Regions from separate parts of the Gossypium arboreum genome. Here region 2 is linked to region 1. Evidence: chromatin contacts called from public Hi-C data. All regions are on one chromosome and are shown on one strand. The core of a region is the stretch at or near the end of the contact, and the rest is flanking DNA. Distances in the headings are between cores, read along the strand shown.

Evidence for each region. Hi-C and Micro-C count contacts between places; a contact is called where the count stands out from the background.
Region 2: a Hi-C map of leaf shows a contact between it and region 1, with 2.3 times the contacts expected there. The contact joins the promoter of LOC108476661 here to the promoter of LOC108477559 in region 1. A contact is called at or near these places in 2 of 5 Hi-C or Micro-C datasets (both in leaf).

What each region holds. Positions count from the first base shown.
Region 1 is chr12:89,785,853-89,789,786 of ASM2569848v2, forward strand. LOC108477559 (RING-H2 finger protein ATL67-like) reads right to left here and starts at 1,675. Exons shown (of 1, transcript XM_053022607.1): 1 at 834-1,675. The coding sequence starts at 1,555. The coding sequence ends at 956.
Region 2 is chr12:89,951,147-89,954,901 of ASM2569848v2, forward strand. It overlaps LOC108476661 (mitogen-activated protein kinase 4-like), which reads left to right and starts at 1,496. Exons shown (of 7, transcript XM_017778932.2): 1 at 1,496-1,766; 2 at 1,855-2,086; 3 at 3,017-3,146; 4 at 3,505-3,642. The coding sequence starts at 1,920.

The sequences.
Region 1 (3,934 bases), core at 425-2,924:
ACAATTTCAAAAACTTTAGTTATCATATTGCAACTTTTTTTGTTAAGTGATTAAAATAAAAATTTATCCATAACTTAGTGACTAATTGTGAATTTACGCAAAATTTTATTTGTTTATTTAAACTTCCAGACTCGTACTATTGGTCCCATGAGCAAGTTTTTTATTTTAAAGAAAACACATAATCTAATTTAATAAAATTACTTTGATGTCTTCTCAATTAAAGGTGATCACGGGCCGAGCTGGACCTAGATAAAATTTTAAGTCTATTTTTTAGACCTAAGCTTGGCCCAGATCGAAATATGGGCCTAAAAATTTATCTAAACCCAGCCCAAAAAAAATTGTTAAGCCTGAGCCAAGCCTATATAATAAATTAAATACATTTAAAAACATAAAAATAAATATTAAAATAAGAAATAAATAAAAATAAAACTAAAATAATTCTTAAAATAATACACAAATTAAAAATATAATAAAAAGTGATTATATTAAAATTAAAAATAAAAAAAGTAAATATGATTAAAAAAATTTATTTAGTATATAATTCAAGTCAGGCCAGGCTAAGGCCAAAAAAATTTTACCTGAGACCAGCCTGTTTTCTAAACGGGCCTCGTTTTTTTACCCAAACTAATATTTTGAGCTTACATTTTTATCTGAACCCTCTTATTTTTCAGACAAGCTTTTGGGTCAAGGCGGGTAGCTCAACCCATGATCACTTCTATTCTCAATTGGATTTTAATTAGACTAAAAGAGCAGAAAAATGAATTCTTAAGATTAAAAAAAATAAAGGGACTAAATTTTAAATATGTGAAAAGTATAAAGACTGAAACCATAAATATACCAAATCACCATTCATTAAGCCAAAAAAAAAGCATCCATGACAAAAAACCAAATTTCCACACAGGAAAAAAATTGAAGAAAAAAAAAATGAAAAAGATGGTAACCCAAAAGCCAAAAGTCACCACCACCTCCGATCAGCATCGTACTGAGACAAAGGTATAACTTCCGACAAAGGCGTAGAAATCGGTGTCGGAAGCGGTGAGTTCCGACAAACAGGACAAGACCCATTAAGTTTCAACCAAGCATCAATACAAGTTACATGAAAACAATGCCTACATTCAGGCATCATCCTCAACATCTCTGATTCTCTATACTCACACAAACATATCGAACAAATGGTGTTCCCAGCACTAGAACCCGTCACCTCCACCGCCGTAGACACCTCCTTTTTGCTGAACCGGAACTTGGGGTAAGAGTTTATGACGGCACGATCAAGCCCAAAGACGACGACGTTTTCCTCGTCGTTTTCATGGTCTTCTTCGCCGATGAAAACAATCCTGGGGAGGACGATACCGTCGGAGTTGGCGGCGGTGGGTGTTGAAATGGGGTTTGGGGAAATGGCACGAGGTGGAAGGGGTGAGGAAGAGCGGAAGCAAATGTAGGAAGCGAGGAGGAGAGTGGAGAGGAGGAGGAGGAAGCCGAGGGCGACGACGATGGCGTAGCCGACGCCTAAATTGGTGGTGAGATAAGTAGGGGATGAAAGGGGAGGGGTTGCCATTTGAACGGAAAGGGAGAATCCATTTGGGGACTAAAAAAAAAAAAACACAGAAAACAAAAAGGAAGAAGAAGATTGAGGAAGAGAAGGTGGGTAGATGAATGCTTTTGCTGCTGCATTTAATTTAATACTTCAGCTGTTTTTTCCAAGTAGAGCCCCTGACAGTAAGATTTCATTTAGCTTTTTTTTTTTTTAAATAATAAATTTACTTCAAAATTTCATCTATTTCTATTTTAAATACTAATTTTTATACGTCATAATATAATATACATAATAGTCACATATTGCTATTTGATTATTTCATAAGTTATATCAGTTTTAACGGTAAAAAAATAAAAGTTTTAACAAAAAAATCAATTTGCCCTTTGATATCTAATATACATAGACCAATTTATCTATTTTTTAGTAGGGAGTAAAATACAATCCAACTCTTAATATATAGATTTTATGATACTTTTACTAATAAAGATTTATCTTTTTGGAGTTTGTGATACTTCTAATATTGTTATTTATAATGTTTGAACATGAGTTTTCGCTTGAAAGTGCAACTTGCTATAGCATTTGACACTTGTGGGTAATAATTTATTTATTGTATGAAACCTTTTTTTTTTAAATTATATTTGATTTCAACTAATTTTAAACATGAGTTTGAGTTGAATATGTAAATTAGAACAAGATCTATCAATACTTTTTTTCATAAACAAGACTCAAACTCGAGATTTCCTGTTGAATTCCTTATTAAGATCGATGAAATCCCTTTTTCATTACTCACATTCTACTATGAATAAATCCAAAATCGAGTTGAATTTAATCTCTACACAAAAAAAAATTTATGAGCACTAATTTTCATCTATAATACACAAACTCAAAATTGTAAGTTTTGGGGTTTGAAATGCTATAATTGTAAGTTTTTTTTTAAAGGATTTTTATTATGACTAATGTAAAAAAGAGGAAAAGAAAAGTGAAAAGAGTAGAGGGTGCTTTTCTTTCTTTTGAAATCAAAGGTAGAATTTTCCCTGCTTTTTAATCTCTAAAAAAGGAAAAGTGTTCTAACTCAAATAAAGTATTTCGAAAGTGGGGACATATATGCACAAATATACATACATATATATATATATACACTTCTAAAACGTGATACAACATGCACCCTAAGTCCCAAATATAAAATCCTAACGTATAAATTATAAATAGCAGGTTGATCTCATGTTGATTTTCTTTTTTGAAGATTGATATTACTTTTTTATTACCATTAGGTTTTGAAGTGTTATATATATATATATATTGTATTTGTTGATGGATTTAAGGATGGAGAAGGTTGCAAAGATAGTTCATTTGACAGGTCAAGAGTTGTGAAAATGACTTTGGTAGTTGTGGGAATTGAGAGCCTAGAGAGATACGAGTACAGGATGATTATCTTGCTTTGATTGAACTTCATAGAGTTATGTGTATATAGGTTAACGATATATAGGTTACGTGTTCTTTTTTTATTAGAGGATTATCGTAAAGTTTTTGTAGTGTAAAATTTTCTTGTTAGGTTAATGATACAACTTCATATCACCTAATTATAGGATATGTGAATCTAAAAATATTTTTAGAGGAAGTTGAAATTAAATAATAATTTATTATTTTCATTATTTTTAAAGGGATTAGACATATTTTTTTCTTTTAGAGATTAAAATACAATTTTATTTGGGAGGCCAAGACTCCTATCTATCCTCTTCAGATTTACCTTTAATGTAAATAATTGATGATAGTGATCTTATCGAGTGAAATTATTAGTGATTTTTTTTTTTAAATTGGGTTCAAAATTTCTTCAAATATCTTGTTTTATACAAGTAATCTACTATAGATAGCTTACCTCTATGCATTCAAAGCCAATAAGCAATAAACATTAGCCACCAGCTGTTGCCTTAACTATAAGCCTTAAAATTGTATTAGCTGTGACCTAAACTAGAGAGGCTCCACTTAAACAGGTTGTGTGATAGATTTTTAATGTACCAATTCAATTATGCATAGCTGCTTTCAATGGTTATTAATGTTTTTTCCTATTAAAAATTATATTTTATCACATTTACTTAAAAATAAGGAAATTAATCTATGTATGTTAGACCAAAAAGTAAATTGGTGATATTTGTTAAAATTTCATTCATTTTACTGTTAAGAACTAATATGATTAACGGAACAACCAAATGTGTGATTCATGGTTAATAGTAGAAATTGATGAAAGTTTTAACAGAATGATTAATTTATTATTTATCTAATATACAAAGACTAATTTATCTATTTTAAATAAAAAATAAAATACAATTTAATTCATAATACAAAAACTCCATAATTCTTTTTCTATCACTATCTTGTTATGAAGAGTTTAATGACCATTAA
Region 2 (3,755 bases), core at 246-2,745, 170 kb after region 1:
ATTATTTTTCTTTCATCGGGATATTATTCTATTTCTTTTTCCTCAGAGTCATTCTCAAGGATGATATCTTCATTTGACAGCACAGCAAGCTTAGCTCCGACCATTTTCATGATCCCTGGCTTGAGTGCTGAGAAGATCCTCAGGTTGTATCTATTATGGTAATATGAAGAGATAAAAGTAAAATTTAGTCCTTGAACCTGGTAGCATTTTTCAGTTTTGGTCCATGTGATGACTCACCTAAATATTATCACAGGGATCGAAATTGAGAAAAGTTGTCAAGTTTCAAGTCTAATATGAAACTGGGAAGATAGTATGAATTGCATGTTTAATCTATTGGATAGTATTGTTGCAGATGCAGCGGCTGGTGGTACTATATATACTATTCTTTGGTAGAATGGTTCATGGGACTGACCACCGCCCGAGAGCCTGGTGGCTTGTGCAGATTGGCACTTGACCATGGCTTGCTTACTTTTGGTCAAAGGACTTGGAGCCATATTAAATGGCTCTTATTGGCCGAAAGAAAGCAAAAGCTTTAATGGCTTTTGGGGTTATGGCTATGGATTTACGAGTTATGATGGGGCCAAATGCTGGATCTGGTAGACTTTAACGTAAGGGGTACAGTGTGGTTGGAATCGGACTAAACCGGTTTTTAAGTTAATATCAATAGGTGGTTGAGTTGATTTATAATTTTTCAATATATATATATTTTTATAGATTTTAAATAATTTATATAATTATTGTTGAATAAATATTTAAATAAATAGAAATAGAAATTAGTGATTTAATTTTGATACATTAAATGTTGGTTTTAGTTTATCTGATATAACACCATCTGCTATCTGCTTATCCCTGGAAATGCGATGGTGGAATTATGATGCATATAATTTTATGCAACAATCATTAAAATTAAATAAAAAAAGAAGCTAAATAAGTTTTAAAATTTCCTAATGGTTCAGAATCATCTTATTCACTAATAGTATGTAGAAATAAGTTAATTTAGTTTTAAATTATTTTTGATGAATTGTTCTCATTTAATTCTACATAAAATTATATTCCTTTTCGATACTGATTATATTAATTGATATAATATAAAAATTTTGATGTTAAATCATTTCCTCAGTATCAACTTATGCATATGAACTCATATTTCTTAATATAAAACTTGTAATATTCTGTTTAACTTTTTTTTTATATTTAAAGTAAAATATAATAATTTAATTAAATTGTTCGACCTAAACTTATTAATACTCGAACATTCTACCAAAAATAAATTCATTATGAATTTGCTTATATATTATTATTATTATCACTATTATTTGGTAGACTTTACCAAGTAGTCTAATGTAGAATTAAATATGTAAACCTGGATTCAAAAGAGTTAATACAAAATAAAATTATTAAAATAAATAAATTTTTATTTTTATTTTTTAAAATTAATAAAATAATAAAATATATTTTAAATATATAGTACAATTTCATTAGAGAAAATTTCCAACATAACTTCATTGCTCTGAACTTTGTACGAAGACGAGAATAAATTCGAGTGTGACGAGCTTTGGACAAAAATCTTATCTTTTCACAGCGATTAACACAATGCAGAATAGAATCCAAATTTTATTATTGGGGCATTTAATCTTTAGCACCTTCAAGAATAATCCAATGAAAAAGAAAAAACCATCAAAATCAAATAACACAGAAAGAAAAAAAACTGTATCAGAAAGTTGAAATCTTCACGAGAAAAGCTCTTTTTTTTTCCAGTTCAAAAGGTTCCCACTCAAGACTTTTATCGTCTTTGCAATAAATTTGAAAATTAATAGTAAACCCAAGACGAAATTTTCTCTCTGAATTTTGCAGGAATTTTTTTTTTTGGGTGGTTGGAGTTTGGGTCCGGGTTGAACTAAAATTCGGATCCAGAAAGCATGTCAATAGAATCAAGGTCTCGGTCAGCTGATCATGGTATCAAAGGAGTAGCAACTCATGGTGGAGGCTATATTAAGTATAATGTTTATGGTAGCCTTTTTGAAGTTTCCAGAAAATATGTTCCTCCTATTCGCCCCGTCGGTCGTGGCGCTAATGGTATTGTCTGGTAAGAAATTAAAAAAGGGGTTAATTTTGCTATTTTGATTGAGTTTTTGTTTATTTCATGATCTGGGTTTTTCTTTTGTCTTGAGGTTGCATATGATAATGTTGATTTTCTGTGTTTTTTTTATATAGCTTCTTGATTTTATTAAGTTATTTTTAGATTGATTGAACTTTGCTGTTGGATTTTGGATTCTTTTGAGAGGGGTTTCGAAGTGTCTTTTATCCGGAGCTAATGGATCCTATAATGAGTCGGTATCATTTCTGAGTCAAGTCGAAGTTTTGTCTTCAGACACCAGAGAACCCGAATGCTTGAAAAAATCAAGTGACACAGGTTCACAAAATAAGAGTGCCTTACTAGGTCGGACTGTGCGTGGTGCACAAAGCTTGACCAAATGGTATCACTCCTCCCTTCTAGTGACCTATATCCTATAGCTTAGGTTCAAACCTTCCTTTGGGAGGTGACCATATGCCATGTACAGTTTGACCTAGCAGCAAGGCACTCTGGCTCTCTAAATCCATGCTCTAGACGATCTCTTCAAGCACTTAGGCTTTCCGCAGGATCACGAGACAAAATTTCGACTCAACCCGAGAACAAGACTGGCCTATTGAGGTGTCCAATGGCTTTGGACGGACGACACTTTGAAGAATTATTTGGAAGGAGTCGGCTTTCCCTCGGCAAGCTTATTTCATGGTGAATTAATTTAATGAATTGACTGACCTTAGCCTTTGGTTACTTTCATGTAGTGTTGAGAGTGCGTGACCCTTTGACTGGCTTTCATCAGCATTTTTAGCTGTATTTTTGCAGTGTGTTACCCTTCTAAATGAAAAATGAATCTAAAGCTCAAGTTTTGGCTGTATTAAGGCTTGCTGTCTTTATGTTATTAATAATATGAAGCTAAGATGCCATTGTTGCTCCTCTGTTTGTTCTTTTTAGTGCCGCCGTGAATTCAGAGACACGAGAGGAGGTTGCTATCAAGAAAATCAGCAATGCATTCGACAACAGGATCGATGCCAAGAGGACATTGCGAGAAATCAAGCTTCTTCGTCACATGGATCATGAGAATGTAAGTGTACTTTTAGCTCTATAATTTCACATGCTTCACCTATTCGATGGATGTTTCGAAAATGTCGTTTAAGTCAACAAAACCGTAATCCTTATGCTCCTTGCATGCTACGAGGGGTCAGCTTCCATAGGAAGATATTCGATTTTTGTAAGATAGTTTTAACTATTAAACAAGGACTAAGCTTCTAATATTATGCATGATCTAAATGTTCATATCAGAAACTTTTTCCTATCGTATTTATTGATGCGCCAATGGAGGAACAGGTTTATGATAGTTTCCTACTCCTAGGCTCGACCAAAGTGGTTAATCTCCGATTGTGGAATTTATAGTTGAAATGGTTGGTCCTTTTCTTCTTCAGGTGATCGCCATTAAAGACATCATCCGGCCTCCATTAAAGGAGCACTTTAATGATGTCTACATTGTTTATGAACTTATGGACACTGATCTTCATCAAATCATACGATCTAGCCAGTCGTTGACGGATGATCATTGTCGGGTTGGTACCAATATTCATACTGTTTATTGTGTTATTTAGATAGAAACATTATTTGATTCTGTAGGCAAATTAGAAGCCGGACGATTGTTGATTATGCATTAGTTTTACAACTC